Linked DNA regions of Mus musculus: region 2 is linked to region 1. A link is a contact called in public Hi-C data. All regions are on one chromosome and are shown on one strand. Each heading gives the region's core, a stretch centred on a gene start, on an enhancer-like site or on the middle of the called end of the contact. The rest is flanking DNA. Distances are from core to core; before and after follow the strand shown. Region 1 overlaps Opcml (opioid binding protein/cell adhesion molecule-like). Region 2 overlaps Opcml (opioid binding protein/cell adhesion molecule-like).

Region 1 (5,945 bases), core at 892-3,391:
ATTCCCATATTTAGGTTCTGCCTCCCACTAATTAGCTATCTCACCATAGACAAGTCACTCAGTTTCTCTGGGTGCCTATAGAAATACTAATTATAGTTTTTTATTATTATTTAAATACAATGCCTTTGAATTCTAAGTTTCATTCTTGCTCAAATAGTCTGAGCTTTTCAACCTTCTCTTTATGTTTTTTTTTTTCCCTGCAGCTTTTGAGACTCTTCAATAGGCATCTCTTGGGCTATTCAGGTAAATATCCTAAAGAATCCTGGGTACTCAGATAGAAGCTCGAAATGACCACAGTCTCACTAATTCTCCGCAACCTGGGTTTTGGTTGTTGCTATTGTAAACCTGAAGAAGGACGATGCTTAATATGAAAGACCAAGTTTAAAACTGAATTGATTTGTAAATATAGTGGAATTGCTCTGATTCTCCACATTTATTAATAAGTGGATATAAAAAGGTCTATTAGACTAGAGTCTCAAGGGGTTCCCTAGATACTGCCTTCAGGGATCACAGCCGTGGATGCTCCGCCCCAGAACCTACATTTGATATGTGAAGCCAAAGGAGCAGTGTAGGGACCTAACCCACAGGACCACATTACATTAGTTCCTAAGCACTTCTAGGTGCTCTGTCCAATTCTGCCGTTGTTGCTTAGTTGCTGTTCTTTAGAAAGCTGAGGGGGCCTCAGAGATAGATGTTTCTGCAGGACAGCTGCTGAATTCACATGGCAACATTACAGGGGAGACTTCAGACAATGCCTTGGGACAGTTTCTCAATATGAACAGTCACATGAAGGGCATCCTATGCTGAGGTCCATGCCTTCCCATACTGCACATATCTGCACTTTGTTTATGCGAGGGTAGGTTGACCATCTGTTAGTCATTTCAGAAAAAGCCCTTTCTCTGACACACATACGCAGAGACAGAACACTCTTATATTTTCTGTGTGTCCAAGACCAGAAACGTTTGAGTTCAGTAACAACCACACAAAGATGAATCACGTCATGTCTTATGAAAGGAATGTCAGGCAAGAAATGTCAGTGCAGCCTAATGGTAAGGGGATAGAATGGTGACCACACACCTACAGCCCCAGTGGAGGAGACCCAATGGCATAAAGAAGAAGCCAGCCTGGAAGGAGCACCTCCCAATTGACCAGAAAAATCAGCTTTCAGACCTCCCTGGGCAAAGTGCCAGGGTGGCAACACCAGAGGAGATGCTTCTCTGGGCATTTCATTCCATTGTCAGCTGTCATATCAGTGCTGGACAATGTCACTCCAAACAGGAAAGCTGTGGGGTCCAAGAAATGCCAAGAAAATGGCATCGGGTGGGCAAGGCAAGCGCCAGCCTCCCCTGCTAATGAATGCAGCAGATGTGGCATTTCTGACAATATTGCTTCTGCCTCACTTGCCATTTAATGTTAAGAGGCTTCTAGAGTCTACTGCATTTAAAGAGTAATGACTGTTTTCAGGGTAAATGCTCTGTTAAATAACCCTGGATTATTGTGTCGTGTTATTACATTTATAAAATGGCATTTCAAAAAATAATAATTGTTTTAGAGTTAATTGATGTTTTTAACCATCACTGTGTGGAGAATTTTTATTCAGCAGACAGGGAGTGAGCAAGGGAGGAAGAGATTTCCATTGGGAGAGTCACACTGAAAATAGAAAGCCTGCCTGCCCCTGAAATACCGGGACCTAAGCCCCTCCTCCTCTGGCTGCCTTCAATGAGCTCCTTTCACTGCAATTAAAGCAACCAAGACAAAGGTAAGTCTCAGCCTCCTCACATGGAGTCCACAAGCTATGGAACTGGCAGTGGTTCTAAGGGGTCAGTAGGAGCCTTGGCACTCCTTCCCTGGCAGTTATTGCCCCATGTGAACAGTCGTGGCCCCTGAACAGCCCGAAGCAATGGCAGGACCCACTGCTCTGAAAAAGCAGTGACTTTTCAGATGTGAAGTTAATTACACGGCCCAGAGTCTCAAATCTACACTGCCAGCACTAGAGCTGAAATGCAGGGCTATTAAAAAAAAATAAAACTCAGAAATTCCAAAATCTGCATATCAGGATGGGTGGAAAGGGTGCACGCCTATGCTGGAACCACATCTCTAGTGTGGGAGCAATGACATCACTTTCTTCTTCTCAATCAGACTCTTGGTCATTCTCTGGCTGCATATCCTCAGGGAAGTACCTCCCACTGAGTAAGACATTATTTGTGATCACATGGCTTCCTGTTGCCAGCCTGTCTGTGAAGCAAGGGCCAGGTGCTATTTTGGCAATAGGTTTAAGTAGAAATACCCACACACCAAAGAGGCAAGGCTTATTTTCATTGTGGTGGAGCTCACTAGAACCCAAGTGTTACATTTACAACTGACTTGTTCTATGTAGTCTATCTCCTAGAATTGCCACACACACACACCCCATGTCTGCTGCAGCTTCCAGGCACCAACCACCCAACAGCAGTAAGTGGACAAAGATCAGAGACAAATGGAATGAGGGCATCTTGACCTCTAATAGCAGAAAAGATGATGGAGAATGCCTACAGGGTAAAGCTAGAAATATGTGTCTTAGAGCTTAGCTGATATTAGCTATTTCATACCGTAGCTATTCAGTGCTTTCTCCCCTTGGCCCTCTACGGGCCTTACTGGACTGTCTGTCTACTCATATAACATTTCCATTCCCGTTCACCACTCCTTGCTCAATCACCACCATGGCCTATTGGAAAATTACAGGATCATTCTGACTTCTTGCACACCTGGAAATCAGTCATTTCAGCAACAAATACGTATCCCAGTTTTTTAGTGAGTCACCAGTTCTGTCAGAGTGACCTTGCAAATGAACACTGAGAGATGTCGACAGAGCCAGGCAGAGCACGTTGGAATCCCTTACCTCCCAATGATACCAAACCTGGCAGAATGCCTTGTCCCTTCACATATTCCTCAAGATGCCCCCAAGGAGAGTTTTCATGGCTAATTCTGTTACTCTCCTTGGGGGGGGAAATGAATTAATATGTTGGGCAAAAATGTCAAACACAAATACCAAAGGACATACTTGGTGCAGAAGACAGGTATCAAAAAGACACTACTCACGAAATTGTGTGAGGAGTCTCAGCATCACTTGCAGAAGAGCATGCTGGGTTCTTTGCCTTGGTTTTCATACAGTGGCCTCTTTAGCCATGACACTACTATATATCATACTGATAATAGTATAATATGGCTCAATGAATGATTGGAGAAAGCCCCCTTCTTTCTGAATAGCTAAACATGGCCAAACGTGCGCCACTTAACTCCAACTAATTAAAATACTTAAAAGTATATAGACTTCTTGAGCAAGGAACTGTTAAGAGTGGGGATGCCTGACCCTTACCCAGGACCACACAGCATGGTATAGAAATGAAAGCATCTGGGGACAGTGCCTTTGTTCCTCTTTTGGGAATAGTAAATGGAGGGGTGGGCCTTAATCACCTTAAAAGATCGTAACTAGTTGAGACATTGGTTCGATCTTGGGTCATCTCAACACATGAAATCACCAGGAATCTGTTCACAGCCAAGGCTAACACTGGGTCTTCTTTTTCATATATAAGAAATAAAGGTCTCCAAAAATCCAATAAGGAAACAACAGGAAGACAAATAAACAGCTAAGACTGCAGGGCTCTCAGATCTCATATTAAAATTCTGACCTTATCTTTCATGAAACTAGAAATCATGATGGTAAAATATCATAAGAAAAATATTTATATAGCATATTATGCTATAAACTCAGTAGGTGACCAAGATAGTTTTAGATGAAAATGAAAATCTTCTATTTGAGCAAGTATTCATAACTCACTAGAATGGAATGAATTCCTTCCTACATTTTGGTTTTAAGCACAAAGAAGTATAATATGTAATTAACTTCATCATAATCATCATGGTTATCAAAACTTGTATTTTTGTGAAAATGTTGATAAGAGAACTTAAATAATTTTGGAAAACTGTACTGTATATGCATCTTTTAAAAGTTGTATTACATTTATTTATTTTATGTGCATGGTACACATGTCATGGTGTGCATATGGAGAACAATTCCTAGGGCTTCCAGCATGTGAGTCTCGGGGATTGAACTGAGTTCATTACTGCTTGGGGCAACTAACCATTTAGACGTCTTGTTGGCCCCTTTATGCACCCATGAAGAAACTGATTAAACTGAACTAGGAAAACATCATTTCCAAGACAATGGGTTGGCTGGTTTAATATCTTCTGGTAATGCCAAAGCAGGACATGCATTCTTTGTAAACCTTTGAATTTAAAGGTCATGGTCTGGATCACTCCAAAGCCAGCAAAGGCATTAATTTCTCATTATTACTTCCTTCTCCCCTCCCTTGTCTTTTATTAAGATGATTTTCATTGTGCTCCTTTTCTAAAGAAGAGGGTCTGATTGAATATTCCTATAGATAGGTGCCCAGTGTTATCATGTACACTGCCAACTGATCAGAAGGAGAAACTTTGACATGAAACAATATCCAGGCATGATGGAATGAGCCCTCTGACTGCTTCAAAACAACTTTTTCTCATCCATTGCCATGTTTTTCAGGCTTTAGCCCTACCTGCTGTTTGGAAGAGCATCCTAACTGGGGGGCTCTGGCTGTCTTATTTCTGATTCTCAGCTCTGTCAGTTCACATCATTGTATCTTGTACAGAGTGCTAGCCAGCATAATGATCTGTTGATGTGTCATGGCTTTGCTTAGAACCTTTCAGTGGCTGCCCACAGGCCACAAATCCAGGCCACATCTTCCACAGGGCCTTCTGAAACAAAAGCACATTAGCAGACGGCTTTCACCTGATACCAAATATATGGCAGAGTCAATTCAGAGGAAATTTTATAATCTTAAATGACACTTAGACAAATCTTTTAAGAGAGGTCTTGACACAGAGTTTCCTGAAGATAAATTTTAGAGCAGTAATCCGCAAACTTACCCATCACCATAGGCTCCTTCCTCCCTTGCTTTTCTTTTATTGTTTAAAAGTAAAACATAAACAAATCACAGATTGTCATAATGGCATTGACTGAAATTGACACATGGCAACATTAGGAGATCTTAAGCATTTGCATTAGCAAAAGTAACTTAAAATCAATAATTTGGAGAGAGATTATTCAGGAAACCTTAATGACTTATTATAGTAAAACACTTATGAGAACGTACCCATTAATGGGGGACAATTACTGGAAAGCTAAACTTATTACTCAGGAAATCAATTAACTAGTATTTAATTACTCAAAATTATGATCCTTTCGTAAATATTGGTACACTTTGCTTACAAATATCACTTCTGATTAGGATTCCTCAGATGGGAAGTGACTATATCTACTTCATACTCCTCCTGTGTTCTCTCTCTCTCTCTCTCTCTCTCTATATATATATATATATATATATATATACATATATATATATGTGTGTGTGTGTGTGTGTGTGTGTGTATGTGTGTGTGTGTATGTATATATATGTATATATACACACACACAAAATACTTTTTTAGTTTTAAAGATTTTCATATAAGATATTAGTTGTCATTACAGAATTTTCAAACAAATTATGTTTTATTACATTCTGCTTCCAGATCATACACCACCACACCCGCCCCACTGTCCTGATTCGCCTGTCAGCCCTTCTCTGTGAATTCTTATTGTATAAAGGAGGGGACATTAGGGCACAGCATATGAAGTGGTCTGGCCTTGTCTGGTCTTCCTTTACCAAGAGGACTGTCAGTTTCAGTGTTGGATTATGGACCACCCAAGGCTGCACAACTCAGCACCACCCTCTGACTATGATAAAGAACTTCCTAGCTTCTACGGCAGCCTTTTTCTGCCAATGTTTACTCTTGAAATAACCTACAACTCAACAACAAGGAGCAGGGAGCATGGGCCCACTTGCTTCCCCCCCCCCCTTTTTTTTTCAGAGCTAGTAAATAGCAGCACA
Region 2 (5,945 bases), core at 2,003-4,502, 130 kb before region 1:
CCATTTTGGATCTTAGAATGCTAGTGCTAGATTTATTCTGCATTCTGCTTTAACCTGGCAACCGAGAAAATGCCAACGCAAGCCAATGCCTTTTAAAATGGGAAGCCACGATTATTTACCTTCTCCTTCAACAACTGCCTCATAAATAAAAGAAGAAAACCGGAGCACACACCTGCTCTGGACATCTGCCTGGCCCTTACTCAGGAGTCCTGCCTTTCTGAGTGATGGCCCTAGGTTTTTCACTGCTGAGCCATGCCAAGCCCACATGTGGGGGCAGCAGGGAGCAGCCAATGGAGAAAGTGGGGCAGCAATGAAAGCAGCATTTTATTTGATAAAATTGTAAAGAGCGGCTTGTGCTGTGGAGAAAGAATCTCCGAGTAATAAATGTCGGGTTTATGAACAATTGAGCCTCTTTATTCCTGACTGGAGTTGCTCTTTAAGGTCAACACCAAAAGTGCTCCCTTGAGGGGCCAGGCTGTTTTGCTGAGTGGGTTTGTGGCAGCTGTTATCGCACTGGAGATGGGTGTGGGGAGAGCTTCGCCCAGTGTTATTGGGGTCTACAGAAAAAGATGTGATAAATGTACTGAATGGGGAACTATCTAGGCATTTTCACAGTTTTTGATTAGAGTCACAATGTATGACCATTTAATGCTAGATCCCCAGAAACCCAAGAGAAATACATTTCCTTTACCACAGGCTTCCTCTCTCATAGTGGAATCCACCTTCCAAATGTTAAATGCAAACCAAAACAGACAAACACATACAAACAAAATCACTGCCTGCTGCACCTCAAGATCTTTCCTGTGGGTGTTAAAAAGTGTGAATTTGAAATATAAATCCTCAATGTGTAACTGGGATTGGAAAATTAATGAAAACACCAGCATGTGCACTATGTGTGTATCCAACACTGAGCAAGCACATGACCTTGATTTAGCAGTCAAAGTACGGCTGGGGTTCCATTTGCCTGTTTGCCCCACCCTCAGAAATGACAAGCCACGCCTGCTTTCCTGCAAGGGGAGCTGAGCTTGAGCTCACAAAGCTGCAGGTTCTAACATTAAGCTAATGCAGAGAGCTCACTCTTTTCATTTTAAGCCAGGTTCTCTTGTACCAGTTGCCAATGTGGCCATTTTGAAAGCAGTTCCAAGGAAATTACTATACCCTGTGGCAGCTCAAGTAGGGTCTGCCACTACATAAATAAGTCTGTGGAAATGACAATAACAAGGAAAGACACACAGAGAAGAAGAGGATAGAAGGACTTAGGAGATGAATGACCGATGCAACAGGAAATGGAGATGATGAGACTTCCTGACAGTGAACTTGTTTTTCCTAGAGTTACCATAGCAGGATTGTGATAGACAATATGTCTAGACTTAACCCTTTAATCTCTACATGTCTTCATTGTGGCTAGCTGCCACTTCTTGATATCCTTGGTACAAGGAGTCCTGATCACAGGGAGGCTCAGTATCATAATCCCAAGAACCAGAGAATTGCCATCTGGAAGAGTAACCAACTTTAACCTTGAAGGCAACTGAAAATAACCTTTCTCCACTGATCCCTGTGTTGACATGGAAAAAGAGGTTATTTAGAGCATATTTCAAAACTATCAGGGTCTTGGGAGATATCCATCTCAGAAGAGAGTGGCACTTAACCAACAAAGCTTTGATATCTACAGAACGCATCTCCCCCCATCTGCTGAGTGCTAAGTTTCCAGTTCCTTGCACGATGGGGAAGCATAAATAGGGCCAAGAAGGTAACAAGCCTCATCGCAGGATGCTCAGAAACAGAAAGTGGAAAGGCCACGTCTGTAATAAATCAATTAGTCCATAATTCAACAAGAAAAATGCAGTTTAATGTACCAATGGTTCTTATTACTGGCTCTGGAGCCATAAAAAGGCACCAGTGAGAAACAGAGGAGGTGCAATTAATCCCATTGTCTTCCTCTGAACACTCTCATCCCTGTAAAAGTTTGTGTGAGACCTTTCACATAGACTACATTTTCTGCCTATGCCCTATTTCCCAGTAAATCTGCGAAACTCCATCAATTAACAATAACAAAATGGAAATCTAATTCTCCAAAAGGCCACATAAAAAGTCAATGAAAACTCGCAGTGTCTCAACTCCAAGCTCTATTTTATGCTTCTCTAGCTTTCAGGTTGTGATTCTTCACCAGAACCCATGTCTCATCAAGGTGACTCTTCAGGCAAGAGTTTTCTGCTGTAATAATAAATAGGGGTGACATCTCACATCTATTTAACAGCACATGAGATAGACACTAGCACGCTGCTTCTTATAAATGGAGCATGGCTGGGCTCAGCTCAGCGGAATGTGGAAGCAGCCAGAATAGAGGACAGGAATAGGATCTCTGCTTCTGTATTCCACCCACCCCCCCACCCCACCTCTATGCCCAGACCTCTCCTTGGCATGCCAGCGTTCCATTCAAGGGTAGATGGCATTTTCTAGGATACTGATTCTTAGGTCTGAAAGGCCTTTGCTGTTTTGCTAGGCATTGGCATACTGGGGGAAATAAGATACTACCCCGAATTCACTCCTCTGCCACTGGACCCAGCAAAAATAGGAAGAAATTACTAGCAAGCACTATTTTCGCCTAAGCCCTTCTCCAGAATACTAAGAACCTTATTATCAAAGCTCTAAGATCTAAAAGCATAACCTAATTGCAACCAGTCTGGAAAGAACATGAAAAAAAGTCACAAGTGCTGTTCAGCATGCCATGGTGATTAATAGTCAGATATGTGCTGGGAAAGAGCCACTCCAACAATTTAGAAAATCCAGCCTTTGACTTCCAATGGAAAAACTTCTGGGGCTAGGCAACATCTGCTATCCCACCTACACACCCACCCACTCACCCACCGAGAAGGTTATGCATATGGGGTAGGTGATCCCTGTTACCCCACCCCCCAGGATGGTGTGTGTGCTGTGGTCCCCAAGTGAGGAGTACCGACTGTAAACTTCTTTAGCCTTTCTATTCCTAAACAGTAGGAGTCCATCCACTAGTTCATTACACTGAGGTTTTTATTTTTCAGAAAATGACTCTACTGCTTAAATCAAATGCTGCAAGGCACTGTGGGATAGTGGTTGTTTAACATTTCAAAAATAGCCCCTAAAGATAGTCCCCATGACATTAGATAACTTGCTACAGATGTCTGCAAAGGGTGGGAAGCAGCTTTGGCCCCACAGTGACATCTGATCAAAGCCCCAGTTCCCTTTCCTTCCAGTCACTTAATTTCCCTCTAGAAAGCCTGAGCTGACATACCAGAAGAGAAGAAAGCGCCTTTGTGGGTGGGGTATCAGTGCTGTTACCATTGCTCTGTTGGGAGACACAGCATCACATCACAGGAGAATGTAAAAAGGAGAGCTGATGGGCAAGGAGGGGCAGAGCGACAGACTGACAGCCACAGAGACACTGGGAGAGGTGACATATGATGACACTTCCTCTTTCTGCAGCCTGTAGCTCCCTTCTAGGAAGGAAGCCAACATAAATTCTTGCACTCAGCGGTGCCCAGATAGACCGGAAAGAAAACAAAAAGGCGAGATTAATCTAAGCATCACAGGTGCCCCTAAGCCACTCTGCTAATACTGCCTTCCAGGGAAGCCTTGATTGGAGGAGGGTTTTGCCAGGAGCTGAGCTACCAACTGCAGACTTCCCTTCTCAGCCCCACACTGCATTTTATTTCTATCAAGCCGTGCTTCTGATTGCCTCACTCTGGAGGGCTGGCAGTGGTACATTAACCTGCTGGACCACAGGGAGAGTCGACGGCTGCCAACGTGGCTATCAAAGGGCCTCTTCTGTACTCGCACTCTCCTGGAGATGCCAACAAAAAGCAGCCACAGAAAACCTCACCTCATGGGGGCATCTTCTTGCCTCATAATTAACCTTCACATTGGTGAGCCCGCTCTATGTAGAAACTGCTCTGCACCCACATTCTAGAACTTTCTTCACGATTGAAAATCAAACTTGGAGCCTGATTCACAGGGAACTCACTTTGATCCTCTCTCCTTGGGTGGTACATGCTCAGCCATTGTCTGTGAACTCTTCTGAAAGCTCTCTGTTTCTTCTATCTCTTTAATTTTTGTGTCCCCTCTTCCTTTCTCGTGGCTGTGACTGTGTCACAACAGGTTTAAGGGAGTCCACTGGGCTTAAACGTATTTAGAAATAATTCTGTCGATTCCATAGTCGTTCTGAATAAACAGATTCTTGCCACACACATGTTATTTGACTCCTGGGAATACAGAGGAAGAGAAGACTGTCCTTAGTGGCTCTCACTAATCCCCGGTCCTTGTGGAACTGGAAAGATTTGACGTTCAATGATCTCATCCTACAATACAGCCTGCCTGTGTAGATATTGTATCATGCTGTCCCATTTTACCTATAATGTGGCCCATTTTAAATAGGCTTTAACTCAAACATTAAGTTTCTCCAGGGCCCAAGCTAACAAAGATCCTCCTTAAAACAGTGGTTCTCTACTTGCGGATCACAACCCCTCTGGCAAATCCTATCTCCAAAGATACTAGCACTATGTTTCATAACAGTAGCAAAGTTATTGCTATGGCATAGCAACAAAAGTAATTTTATAGTTGGGGGTCCCCACAACATCAGAAACTGTAGGAAGGGGTTGCAGCATTGGGAAGGGTAAGGACCACTCTCCTATAATGTTATCTCATACAAATGCATCTTTGGGAAGTTCAAAATATGCAGCCCACTCAGCTTATCCTGCTGATCTCATCCAAGCACTGTAAGAAGCCCCACTTCTTAACTCTATTACTTTTTACTAATGCAGTAAGCAACATAGCTACATAGCTGGTAAGCACTGACCTACCGCTCAAGATACAGTACATAGACTACAGGTTGTTCCGCTTATCACACAAGCCCTGGCCCACAACAATAGGCACTGCAACAAACAGATGATGAGGTAGGACATTGAGCTTGAGATCTAGAGCTTGGCACTTAAAAACGTCTGATCCCTTGAGGCTGGGCCCTCGCAGCCAAAGCGTTGGTGATCCTTGTGTTCTACTTCTATAATGGGATTAAACTCCCCATCTATATATAACCTCAAAGTTTGAAAGAGGGGCTCTCTATGAAAAATGCATTAGATAATAATTTCAACTAACAAGACGACTATTTCCAAGAAGCAGATTTCGTTTTCTTTTTGAGTTATGGTTTCTAAAATTCATTTGAATGACATTCAAAACTGTCAGTCTCCTGTCTCCACTCTGTAGGTGCTGGGTCACAGGTGTGTGTCACCATGTCCAGCTAGCAGGTAAGATAAACTGGTCCCCTTTTCTGTGCTGTTCTCCCACTGTTAATATCTTGTGTCTGTGATATTTAGGGTTAATTGCTAACTGGACAGAGTCTAGAATCACCTGGGAAGAGGGCCTCTGGGCATGCTTGTAGAAAATTATCTTGATTATGTTAATTGACAGGGTAAACCCATATTAATTATAGGCAGGGTCATTCTCTGGGCAGGAAATTCTGGTCTGTATAAAATGGAGAAAGGTAGATGAGCCTCCATTCATTTTCTCTTTGTTTGCTGAGTATGGGTGTGAGGGAGACAATTTCTTCAAGCTCCTTTTGCCTGGATTTCCCCATCGCCACGGACTGTACCTTGAACCAAAAGTTCAAACAAACCCATTTTCCCTGAAATTGCTTTTGCCAGGGTATTTTCCTAAAGAATCAAGAAAGGAAAACAGGACATAACCCTTATGTCTTTCATCACTGCCCTGTTTCTCTAAAGACTCTGGTGCTTCATATAAGACTTGTTTATGTATCTCCATGGCAGTGTGCATAGCAGCCATAAGCAAGGAACTACAGCCACATGCAGCAAGGAACTAGGAAGTCCTTTACAAAACATATTCCTTGTTATTTTCTGAGATTATAATAGAAGTATATCATTTACCCTCCAAACTTCCCATGTACTCTACTCTCAAAT

What was found. A called contact is a pair of places that touch in the nucleus more often than the background predicts.
Region 2: a Hi-C map of the N1E-115 cell line shows a contact between it and region 1, with 2.2 times the contacts expected there. The contact joins two enhancer-like sites. A contact is called at or near these places in 1 of 484 Hi-C or Micro-C datasets (the N1E-115 cell line) and 1 of 115 datasets of contacts at active chromatin or transcription factors (embryonic basal ganglia).

Annotation. Positions count from the first base shown.
Region 1 is chr9:28,435,852-28,441,796 of GRCm38.p6, reverse strand. All of the region lies in intron 2 of Opcml (opioid binding protein/cell adhesion molecule-like), which reads right to left. Among named protein-coding and RNA genes, the nearest start is that of Gm39313, 43 kb to the right of the region's middle. Within about 2 kb of position 2,141, at least 26 of the 459 cell types and tissues checked have an H3K27ac peak or open chromatin away from gene starts, as enhancers often do. A contact at or near this core is called in the N1E-115 cell line, where this site is marked.
Region 2 is chr9:28,566,883-28,572,827 of GRCm38.p6, reverse strand. All of the region lies in intron 2 of Opcml (opioid binding protein/cell adhesion molecule-like), which reads right to left. Among named protein-coding and RNA genes, the nearest start is that of Gm39313, 170 kb to the right of the region's middle. Within about 2 kb of position 3,252, at least 44 of the 459 cell types and tissues checked have an H3K27ac peak or open chromatin away from gene starts, as enhancers often do. A contact at or near this core is called in the N1E-115 cell line, where this site is marked.